3 separate regions of the Mus musculus genome follow, and all the other regions are linked to region 3. Evidence: chromatin contacts called from public HiCAR-type and promoter capture Hi-C data. All regions are on one chromosome and are shown on one strand. The core of a region is the stretch at or near the end of the contact, and the rest is flanking DNA. Distances in the headings are between cores, read along the strand shown. Region 1 overlaps Dgkd (diacylglycerol kinase, delta). Region 2 holds the start of Dgkd (diacylglycerol kinase, delta). Region 3 holds the start of Gigyf2 (GRB10 interacting GYF protein 2).

Region 1 (3,809 bases), core at 292-2,791, 550 kb before region 3:
GACCCCATGAGAATAACCCATACCACCATAAAGAAAGCCAAGGAATAGAGCATGAGGAATTCAGTCCTGCAGAGTCCAGCCAGTTCTAGGGGCTGCCTCTATTCCTCTCCCCACTAACGTCCAAGCCACAGCCCCTACCTCCAGTTTATTTCACTGTGCCCTCTATTCTAAGATGACTCTATCTGGAATCCCTGAAAGAAAGACTAACAACTAAGAAAACCTTCCCCACCCCCACCAATAGGACTAAAATAGCCATGGCTGTGGTGAGAACCCTTCTAGCCATGCTGCCTTGCTCCATTCCTCATTTCAGCACACTAACTCTCTAGGGATGCTTATCATTCCAGACTTTTCTTTTTGCCCGAGTATTAGAACTGCCACCAACACTGAGCCATGTTAGGCCTTCCAGCCTGCACACTGGGGTTTGAAGTTGACAGCAACATCCCAGCTGCTCCTCTGACACCTGCCTAAGGAGTCCAGCTTTGAGTCTTAACAGGGCAGGAACTCACCACCCAGGGCCAGCAGCTGGGAAGCCTAGAGATAAAGACCTACATATTTTTGTTCACACACTAAGATGCCCGATGACCAGAGTAGCTCTTAGCCCATAAAAAAGATTCACGAGCCTGTGGTTCCCATCTTTCTGAAAGGAAGCTAACTGTAATAGAGTTAGTTATGTGACCATTTTTCCATTTTCAGAGAAAGGGGAAAGGAACAGAAATAATTTTTATGAAAAATAAAGCATGCTTAGTGACAAATAAAATCTGACACCTACTATTTATTACAAGCCAGATGAGATGGGGCTATAGTTCAGTGGTAGACTGTGAATACCACATCCAAGGCTCTGTGTTCAATTCCAACATGACCAAAACGAACAGACGAACAAACAACAAACAACCCTACCAGGAAATAACTGGTATGCAAGTATTTATCCTGTGCATGAGTACTGAGCTCCTAATGAGGCTCCTGAGGAGGTCCTCTAACAGTGCCTCACCTTTGCAGTTTTAGCATAGTAAAGTGTTCGCCCTCGAAGCTTAAAGTACCTCCTCTTGGATCGCTGGAACGAGTTGTTCTGTTTGGTCAGCATGCCTTCTTTGAGGATGGTCTGAAAGCACAAAAGCACACTGTGAGCTGCATTTCTGAGGTGCCCATTGCCCTGAAACAGCCTGTTGTGACTGATGAACAAGGTTGTGCCCCTAAGGGGCCAAGCAGCCTACCAGAAGAACAGTTCTTGTTCTCTCACAGACCTTGACCTCAACACTGGCCATATAAGCACTGTGCTGCCAAGGGAGAAGCAAGGGGTATACCATTTCTCTAACAGAACAGGCCTTAGAGACTCAAGGTGTTTCCTAACTATGCCCAACAGATTAGCAAAGGAGAAACTGAGGTTCGAGGGACTCCAGGAAGTAGCAGCTGGGGGACAACAAAGACCAGTGCATTCTCCAGCTTCAGCATTTGGTAATTTTCAGCTATTCTTGGCCCTGCCTTCGTGTTCTCTGGCCTCCTGCCATTTCTCAGGATCTTGTTGCCAAAACTGTTCACGTTCACTGCTCTGAGTTTCAGTGTGGCTCTAGGCCTGTGTTCTACTCAGCCCTGTGCATGGTTCTGAGGTCAACATAGGCATCTGACACTCATCTCTGTCCTCTCTATTCCCCACTCCCCCACCCCCATGATACTGACAAGCCCATTATACTACAGGAAATATTCCCTTCTCCCTAGAGAACTTCCCCTGCTCAGATAACAGCAAGTCAGAGCATGGTCCCATGTACTTGGCTCCCAGTGAACACTGATCCTAACTTACTACATGAAAATCAAACACTCAAGGAATGGCAAGATGCCCTGAACCACTCAGAGTCAGCAATGCAGTCAACACTAATAACAGGCCTGGTATAGCTCAGTATAGAATGTTTGTCTAGCACACTCAAGGCCCAGGGTTCCATCCCCAGCACTGCAAAGAAAAAAAAAAAAAAATAACAACAATAAATAATGTCCAGAAGAATAAGAACTCAACTCCATATTCAGCACTTTCCTTATACTACAGTTATACAGCTTTGCCCTGTAAACAACTTTTGAAATAGTGTATGTATGAAGCACCTAGACATCTGAATTTTTTTTTTAAGTTTTTCGAGGCAGGGGTTTTCTTGGTTTTTCGGGACAGGGTTTCTGTGTAGCCCTGGCTGTCTTGGAACTTGCTCTGTACACTAGACTGCCCTGAAACTCATAAAATCCACCTGTCTCTGCCTCCCAAGTGCTGGGATTAAAAGCATGCACCACCACCACCACCTGGCATTTAAGGATACTTTAAACTTCCTAACATAAAACCAGAGTAAACAAGACACAGAAACCTTGGGTCATCCAATCGTGCCAAAATAAAAAGACAGCACACTGTATAACTAAGTTTCCACCATCCTGTATCTCAGGGAAGAAAGATAGAGAGAGAGAAAAATATTAAACCAAACCCCAGCTCCTTCACTCCTTAAACACACAAAACCAGGTTTGGGGTCCACAGACCAGCAGAGCACAGGCCATTATATGGTGCCTGAGATTTCCTCTCCTCCTTCTGACACAAGGCATCTTCCTTAGGCACCTTCTAACCAGCCAGGCGGGGTGCACGTGCTCACATTTATTCACAGGCTCACTAGAATGTACTCTGTGGATCCTACCTGGTACTATACCAGCTGCCCTCTTGAGAATTTACCTTCACCTCTTACTTCTGAAAGCACCACTTAGCCTATTTCCAGGCAGTTAAAAAATATCAAGGGAAACATAGCATGATGCCACAAACCAAGGAAGAAGCACATCCAGCTACTGCCACTACAGCAAAACAAGGACCTAAGGCCAGGACACAATCCAATCTGCAGTATGGAGGAGCTAGAACCAGCTTTGATTCTGAGTGCCCTTTCCAGTTCCAAGCTTGCATGGATGGCATTCCTGTTAAATACATCTGTACATAACCATCCACGCATGCCTGAAGCACACACAGAGACCCTCTCCTGTGGACATTAAAGGACTCACTTAGAGCCCTCCTCACCCCAACTCAGCTTCCTTACCTTGGAAGGGGAAGAAATTGCTTCCATTTCTTTCCTAAGTACAAATTTTAAAATAAAAATAAGGCCACAAAACCAACAGGTCAACCCAGAAAAGTTACAAATTATCATTAAAGAAGAGATACAAAAGTATTTTTGTATCTGCTGCTAGTTTTTCTTACAAAAGAGGAAAAAAAGCAAAATTAAAACACAATCTACGCCATCACCCATATACACAGACAAGCACACACAGTCACAAAAATATGTTTCAGTAAGTAGACCAGAGCCTGCAAGCCTGGGCTGCCCAAAGAGACCTGCTGTTCTATTTATAGAACAAGCATGCTCAGAAGGAGACCCTGGTGGGTTTGCAGCGGAAAAGGATGGAGAAAGATAAAAACCAGTTATTTCTTTGAAGCTTTCTCAGAAACAGCATTTGTCTTCTGATTCGCACTCTGAGTACTACAGATATGCTACAGGATATTTTTAAAAACTCGGTCTAAGACAATTAACTTTTAAAAGTGGTCAAGAAAACTGCACCCTGAAACCACATGCTAGATTTTGCAAAGGAAGCCTGCAAGAGGCACCAGAAGAAAATGCTGCTTGCCGGGCAGACCCTCCCCACCAGAGAGGCAGCGAGAGTCAGGGACAGGCACAGGGAGGGGATTCAGCAATGTATTCTCTTTCCTGCCTCTCTTCTTCAAACACAGACATAGAGCAGGCAATAGCGCGGACAACAGTTCAGGCCGCAGAGCAAAGAGGTATACAATAGGGTGTGAGGGCATAGGGTAC
Region 2 (3,775 bases), core at 162-2,661, 530 kb before region 3:
GGTATAGCAGCTATTGTTTTTGTCCAGAGGAAAGGCAGGGAGACACCTCCTGACCAATAAAACTCTGGACTCAATGCAATTTCGGAGGAGTCCACCGTCCCCACCGCGATCCTGGCCTTCACTCACCATTCCCCTCAGTCAGAGAGTCTGATCTGCCTCACACCACTACCTATCTTAAGGACCAAGCACTAGGAAAGGGCATTTCCATTAGTATCAAGGCTCCTTAAACTTGTTCCTGGGGCTGTAATTGTTATAGCTAGAATAACACAGGTGTTAGGTCCCGTGTGCTGAATGACTTGGGTACCACATAACAAATGGACCACGTCAGCACCTAAATGGCACCCCAATCCCCAACCCCGGCAAGTAACAGAGGGTGGCAGATGATCAAGCAAGAAATGGTTTTTCCAGTAAAGGGTAACTAACTGGCCTCGGAGGAAAAGCGCACTGCAGCAGGATGAGCAAGCCCGTGCCAGCCGGAACTGCCAAGGCTGCCCCACGGTGGCAACCTGCTAGCCACCACCTGTCCAGCCACCTGCCTGAGGAAGCCCTTCCAACAAGGAGGGCTCACCTCGGCAAGAAACCATACGCAGTTTTCAAGAGGAACCAGAAAGGAAAAGCAAAGGGTGCAACTTTATTCTTAGGGAAAGACAACAAAAAGGCATGTGTCTCTCTGCACTGCAACCCGAGCGGCTGGAGTTCTCCACGGAGAGAGTTCTGAGCCCAGCGGGTGAGGAGTCCCGGCTTTCCCAAGGAGGGAGGAGGGTGAAAGGGAGGAAGAGAGGGAGGGAGAGAGGGAGAAGCGGCCACTACACGCGCATCCCTTCCCTTTCGGAACATAGGGGTGAGGACCCCGCAGCGGGCTGAGCAGTGGAGGGAGAGCCTGACGCAGGTGAGTACGGGAAGCTGCACCCGGTGCTCAGACCTACAGACCCCCCAGGCCTCGGGGAGCACGCGCCTGCGGCCCCCGCAGCGGTCCCCGCAGCGGCCCCAGCAGCACGCCGGGCCTCGGTCTCCTCAGCGGCGGCGCCCACCTGCGCCCAGTCCCCGCAGACCGGTCCCCGCGGCCCCGTCCTCGCGGCCCGGTCCCCGCGGTCCGTTAAGCCGCGGCGCGCTCGGCCCCGTAGCAGCGACCGCAGGACCTCGGGCCCGGCAGGGCCTGGGCGGCCGCTCGCACACGGTCACGGGCCTCGGCAGGGACCGCGGCGTGAGGGGCGCGCGCCCGGCCGACGCCGCGGGCTCACCTTCTGCCGGATCTGGCCCGACGTGGACACCTTACGGATAAGCTTCTGCGGGGAGCCCGGCTCAGCCTCGGGTTCACTGTCGGACGACTCCTCAGGCGGCGGCGGCGGAGGTGGCTGAGGAGGACCCGGCGGAGGGGCGCCCGCCGCCGCCGCCATGCTGCCCGGCCAGCGCGCGCGCCGCGGGGGGGCGGGGCGGGGCGGGGATGGGATGGGCCCAGCGCCTGGGGCGGAGCCTGGGCGGGGCGGGGCCTAGAGGCCGGCCGCCCCACCCCACCGCGCCCCCATAGGCAGTGGGCGCAGACGTAGGCTTGCCGGGCCCTTGCTGGGTTGTTTCGGCCTGACCCATCTCTTTCCTTCTGATGTCTTCTGTCGTTTTCTTCTTGGAACACAATTTCTAGTTTTTGTCTCTGAGTACACTGTTTTATCACTCATACCCGAGTGTAAGTGATCTCTAGGAGGCCGCTGGACTATGTTGGTGAAACAGTTTACAGAGTGCGTGAAAGTACACCCAGAGGGAGAACTTCTGTTAAGGCCACTGTTAAGGAAAGATGGAGAACCGGGGAACCGTGTTGTAGGCAGAGGCTAGATCTGTGCAAAGGCCCAGAGGCAAAAAGAAAAAAGAAAGGAAGGAAGGGATTTAGAGGGGCTTAGAGGGAGGAAAATGGGACTAGGACAGGAACTGGAGAGCTTTGGGATCGAGGCTCTGAGGACCAGATACGGGATTGGCCTTTTCTGCTGAGACCTGAGGGCAGCAAGAAACCCGGTTGGAGTTGGGGGAGTAAAGAGGTAGATAAGCTGAGCCTGGCTGGGTCACAAAGCGGAGGATCTATGAAGTATTAAGGCAAATAGGCACTCTGAATTACTGGCTGGGGCTGAGAGATAGAGAAGGGAACTGAGATTCAGAAGGGAGGGATGGGGTACTAGAGAGACATAGCAGAATGAACTCTGAGCCAAAGGAGGACCCTATGCAGTTAGAAAAGGAGTGGCTTCCGTTTGGAGTTTTGTTTTTTTGTTGTTTTGTTTTGTTTGGGCATATTGAGATGGAAAAGGACTTGGGGCCAACCAGGACAATGTGCTACCTTCCTGCTCTGCTCTGCTCTAAGAGGCAAGTCAGCAGAGGACCACCTTGGCTATCCCTTCACCCTTTCAGAGGCTGCTGCTGGAGACCCACCAATCAGCAAGCTTTGGGCCTCTGGACAACTGGACAACTCATTCTAGTGGCAATACAAGTCAGATACCACCAGGAACCACAGGAGGTTCCTAATCTGGCACAAAGATGAGGCCAGGATACTGACCTCCCAACCAGTACAGAGGATGACTTTTGTGAAAAAGATCTGAGATGCCTGGATGAACCAGGACACACTCCACCTATGCTGTAGCCACTGGCTACATACAAGTACTTATATTTAAATTCCTATTAACTAGTACCAGCCTAGGCTAAAGAATGACATTTAAGAAAAGAAAAGAGAAAAAGAAAAAGAAAAAGAACCAAGCTGGGCAGTGGTGGTGCACGCCTTTAATCCCAGCACTCAGGAGCCAAAGCCAGCAGATCTCTGAGTTCAAGGCCAGCCTGATCTACAGACTCAGTTCCAGGACAGCCAGGGCTACACAGAGGAGACCCTGTCTCAAAGAAAACAAAAACAACAAAATTTCAGTTCCTCAGTGACACTAGTCAACATTTGCAGCACTGAATGGCCTCATATGGCTTGGCAGCTACCATAGTGTATGTACTTCTAACACAGACAGATTCTATAGCACTTGATAGTGACAACTGCCCATACTGAGCTCCTGTGCATGCAGGATGAAACACACAGCCCTCAGCCATACCCCACGAACCAAAAGGAAACGGAGCCCCTGCCATGGAAGTCTCAGGTATCACTCCCCTAAGGATGCTAGGGAGGCAGGATGTGAACTCAGACCAACTGATTTCCTCTGTCTGGGTACTACAGGGTTGGTCTCCCAGGAAGTCAAGGCCTGGGGGAAGTTCATAAGTAGAGCATGGGCAGAGAGGCAGAGTGTATGTGGCCGAAGGAAGTTTCCCATGAATCATTACTGAAGTCTTGACCTCTGGGCCCTCAGAATGTGACAGTATCTGTAGGGTGGGTTTTTAAAAGGTAATTGTGGGGCTGGTGAGAAGGCTCAGCAAGGAAAGGTGCTCACTCTCAAGGCCCATGACTTGGGCTCAATCCCTACAACACATATGGTGGAAATGAAAACAAAGCAAAAACAAATCGTCCTCTGAACCACATACTTGTGCATAGCACACATGCCCATTCACACGCACTAAGTAAAATTTTCAATTGTAAAAAGTATTGGCCAGGCACATGCCTTTAATCCCAGCACTTGGGAGGCAGAGGCAGGTGGATTTCTGCATTCAAGGGCAGACTGGTCTACAGAGTGAGCTCCAGGATAGACAGGGCTACACAGAGGAAACCGTGTCTCAAAAAAACAAAAGTATTTAGCAAAACAACAACAACAAAAAGAGGACAGTATATAAAAAGAAAATTAGGAAAAAAAAATAAAAAGCAGAGCCA
Region 3 (3,375 bases), core at 748-3,247:
CGTTACTCCTACATAAACAGATGGTCCCTACACAGAAATGTTCAACTTAACAAGAGTTTGCACTCTACTATGAGGTAAAAACAATATGGACTCAGTAGAAATCATTCTTCATATTTCTAATTATGATTTCTTCCTGAGTTAACAATATGTATGTAGTACAATACTCCCTGGCATTGCTGGCTAGGACCAGAGAGTCACAAAATCACATAAAATCTAACCATACAAGCGGGAGATGATCAAGATTCTATAGGAGGCTTTGCTGTTATTAATGGGCAGCAGACTGATAGCTTTAAATGCAATTTCAGCTTACATACTTCAACTTTCAATCAATTTAAGGGACACAGCCCAATCATCACATCAAGAAGTATTTGTATATTTTTACTTAAGTATTTAGATGTCCAGAAGTGAGCGCAACACAAACAGAAATGTTTGTCCCTCAGCATTCACACTACATACTGTAGTACTTGTAGTCAAACAGAAAAGAAAGGAAAAGACAAGAATGGCAGCATACAGTACATAATCTCTTCTTCCCCAGCCACAAAACTCTAAATCCTTTGTCAAGTACCAAAAAAGGTATGGTCTTTTTCTTTCTAGCAAATCACCAACATCTTCAACGTTGGTATTTTTCCAGACATATGTCACTTCTAAATGTTTTCCTAGTGTCTTCTTATGTGACAGTGAAGTACATATCCCAGTCTAGGCAATCTAAAAGCTGCTACATTAGGGAAATATCATTAAATGAAGACAAAGTATATGTTCTAACCAAAAGGAAAAATTCTGCCAGTCAGAGCCACAAAAAAGGATGAAAACTCATGTACAAAAAGTAGGATAATAGTTTTTGTAATTTAGGAAGTCATTTGTTACTAAAGAGGAGTAACTACATAAGGAAGACTACAATCCCTGTATACAACACTCTGAAACATAATTACCTATAATTCAAGGTAGATGGGACTAGGTGGGAAGCCATCACTGATTGAGTCCCTTCATTTCTTAAGTTATGTTGGAATACTTACCTTCCTAATAGAACCACTAGGTGTGTTTAAGTGCTTTGACTTTCGAGAAAACTGGAGGTGAGGGGAGACCGTACTAGATAAATGCAAAGCAACGTTACTGCTTCCCAAACGCGGTCACACAATCAGCTCCTTTCACACCCTTCCTTACTTGCTGGCTTGATTTATATTTCAGCTACAAAACCAAAGTGTTCAAGAGTGCTTCGTGGGAAACTGCTTGCCCATTTCAAGCCGGTATGAACATTCGGGTCCCCGGGGCTGCCCGGGGCTCTACTTTCCCAAGCCTCTCAGTCCCAGGATCAGATCATGACTCCACCTTGCCTGGGGCCTGCTCAAGACCAGTCCTCCAGCCCTAGAAGCAGTCTTCCCCAGTCCAGATGCTCGGTGGAGAAGGCAAGGGCGCACCTCCCTGGGGCAGGTGCGGGCAGGAGCGCCGGCAGGAGCAGCTGTCGGCTCGCAGCAGCTGTTAGCCGGGGTACCCCGAGGCTGTGCGGGCGACCAGCCCCGAGGAGCGGGCAGCGGAAGGCGAACCCTCCGGCCTGACACTGCCCACCCCGCCTCCCGCCTCCTCTCCTCGGCTTCCCCCGCGATGCCACGGGGGCGAAAGCAGGGGGCTGCCCTCGGCCGGGACGCTCCCTGGACTGCCGGGACCCTCGCACGGGAGGAGGCTCCTGCTGACCTCGCACCTGCCCTGTCCCCAGGTCTGACGCCCCCAGCCGGCAGCGGCCGTGGCCGCTGCCGGGCAGCCTGAGTGTGTCCATGCGGCCGGCTCGGGCCGGAGCGGCGGGGACGCGACGGTGGGCGCCGGGCCACGGCAGCTCGGGGCGCTATGGCGGGGACTGGGCGCGGGATGGCCGCGGGCAGGGGAGACACACACCGAGCCACTGGTTACCTGCGGTCCGGGACAGGAGTCTCTCAGAACCCAAGTCAATCCTCAGCCTCAACAACACAAGATGGCCGACACGTCGCCACGCACGTCACGTGACCCCGCGCGCCGCGCCGCCCCCCGCCCCGCCTACATCCCCGCCTCACTCCCTCCCTGCTCTCCAGCTTCCCACGACATCGTTCCCTTCCTCGACGGCCTGCCCCTCCCCTCGGACACGCCCCTCCCTGAGACCCGGATGCAGGGCCGGGCGAGGACGGAGCCTGAGTAGCGCAGGCGCACAGTGGGGCCTTTGGCTGCATCTCCTATGGCCCTAGAGTTGAACTGGTGTCCCTAATTGGAGCCTGGCCAGAGGCCCTATGACTCACCGTCCGATGCACCCAATCCAGTGCCCGGTTGCAGTACAAAAATCTCCACATCATTTATGAGCTGGTTTTCCAAGCTAGAACTTTTCCACAGCATTTGGTCTAGCATTTTCCTGCCAGTTGGTCCATCATGGGGCAAATGGTAAAGCTGAAATTCAAAGCAGTTTCCTTTCTTATAGAACTGGAAATTCATCCTGGAGTACTGGAATGTGACAGCTGGGAAGGTTTTAAAAGTTCCTACACCTAGCCAGGCAGTGGTGGCTCACACCTTTAATCCCAGCACTTGGGAGGCAGAGGCAGATCGATTTCTGAGTTCAAGGTCAGCCTGATCTACAGAGTTCCAGGACAGCCAGGGCTATACAGAGAAACCGTGTCTCGAAAAACTAAAAAAAAGTTACTACACCCTTCCACTACATGTGGACCTACAACCCCCTTATATATACTGCCTTCCCATTTTAGGGTTGCGAGATAACGAATAGTAAACCCGGCAATACAGAATACAGGAAATTAATCTGCTGTCTTTCTGAAACTCATGTTTAGCTGGACATACTATATACTTTGATTTGCTAAACCTGGTACATCTACCATTTCAAGTCACCCGGGTCTTTCTGGGACCATTAGTCTTTTCCTGCCTTTCTACTACCTTTGGTGTTTGGGATCCACTCAGTTTCACACAATCACTGCAAAATATCCTCCAGCATTTATCATAGGTCTTCCCATCAACATAAACTTAAGTTTCAGAACACAGTGGCAGACTCCCAACCTAGTCGTTTGGGAGCCCTGGATTCAACACTTGGAAAAAAAATACACACACACACACACACATACATACATACATATATATATATATATATATATATATATACCAACTTCCTCCTCTGCCTCCCTTCCTGAGTCTTGATTCCCTTTCAAAGAGAGACTGTATAAAAGAGCATTAAATTCAGAGAATGATCATTAATCTTGACTGTGATCATTAATCTTGACTGTCAACATGATGGGATTTGGATTCATCATGGAAACAAATATCTGAGCAAATTTATGAGAGATTATCTAGATTATGTTATTTGATGTGGGGAAACCCGAGAGTAGGTAAAGTGGAAAATACCATTCCATTCCA

Evidence for each region. Promoter capture Hi-C pulls out the DNA fragments that hold promoters and counts their contacts. HiCAR-type assays count read pairs that join an accessible place to other places.
Region 1: a HiCAR-type map of astrocytes shows a contact between it and region 3, with 4 times the contacts expected there. The contact joins the enhancer-like site here to the promoter of Gigyf2 in region 3. A contact is called at or near these places in 2 of 39 promoter capture datasets (hippocampal neurons and liver) and 3 of 115 datasets of contacts at active chromatin or transcription factors (astrocytes, extraembryonic endoderm stem cells and microglia).
Region 2: a contact with region 3 is called in a promoter capture Hi-C map of liver, with 7 times the contacts expected there. The contact joins the promoter of Dgkd here to the promoter of Gigyf2 in region 3. A contact is called at or near these places in 4 of 39 promoter capture datasets (hippocampal neurons, liver and pre-B cells), 2 of 484 Hi-C or Micro-C datasets (LSK cells and embryonic stem cells), 9 of 115 datasets of contacts at active chromatin or transcription factors (the SCID.adh cell line, astrocytes, epiblast stem cells and 6 more) and 2 of 9 other capture datasets (adipose tissue and liver).

What each region holds. Positions count from the first base shown.
Region 1 is chr1:87,877,658-87,881,466 of GRCm38.p6, reverse strand. Dgkd (diacylglycerol kinase, delta) reads right to left here. Exons shown (of 30, transcript NM_177646.3): 2 at 989-1,099. Among named protein-coding and RNA genes, the nearest start is that of Gm19582, 25 kb to the right of the region's middle. Within about 2 kb of position 1,541, at least 145 of the 459 cell types and tissues checked have an H3K27ac peak or open chromatin away from gene starts, as enhancers often do. A contact at or near this core is called in astrocytes, liver and microglia, where this site is marked.
Region 2 is chr1:87,850,923-87,854,697 of GRCm38.p6, reverse strand. Dgkd (diacylglycerol kinase, delta) reads right to left here and starts at 1,411. Exons shown (of 30, transcript NM_177646.3): 1 at 1,242-1,411. The coding sequence starts at 1,397. Gm19582 (predicted gene, 19582) reads left to right here and starts at 399. Exons shown (of 2, transcript NR_136921.1): 1 at 399-727; 2 at 840-1,351.
Region 3 is chr1:87,325,620-87,328,994 of GRCm38.p6, reverse strand. Gigyf2 (GRB10 interacting GYF protein 2) reads right to left here and starts at 1,997. Exons shown (of 29, transcript NM_146112.4): 1 at 1,903-1,997.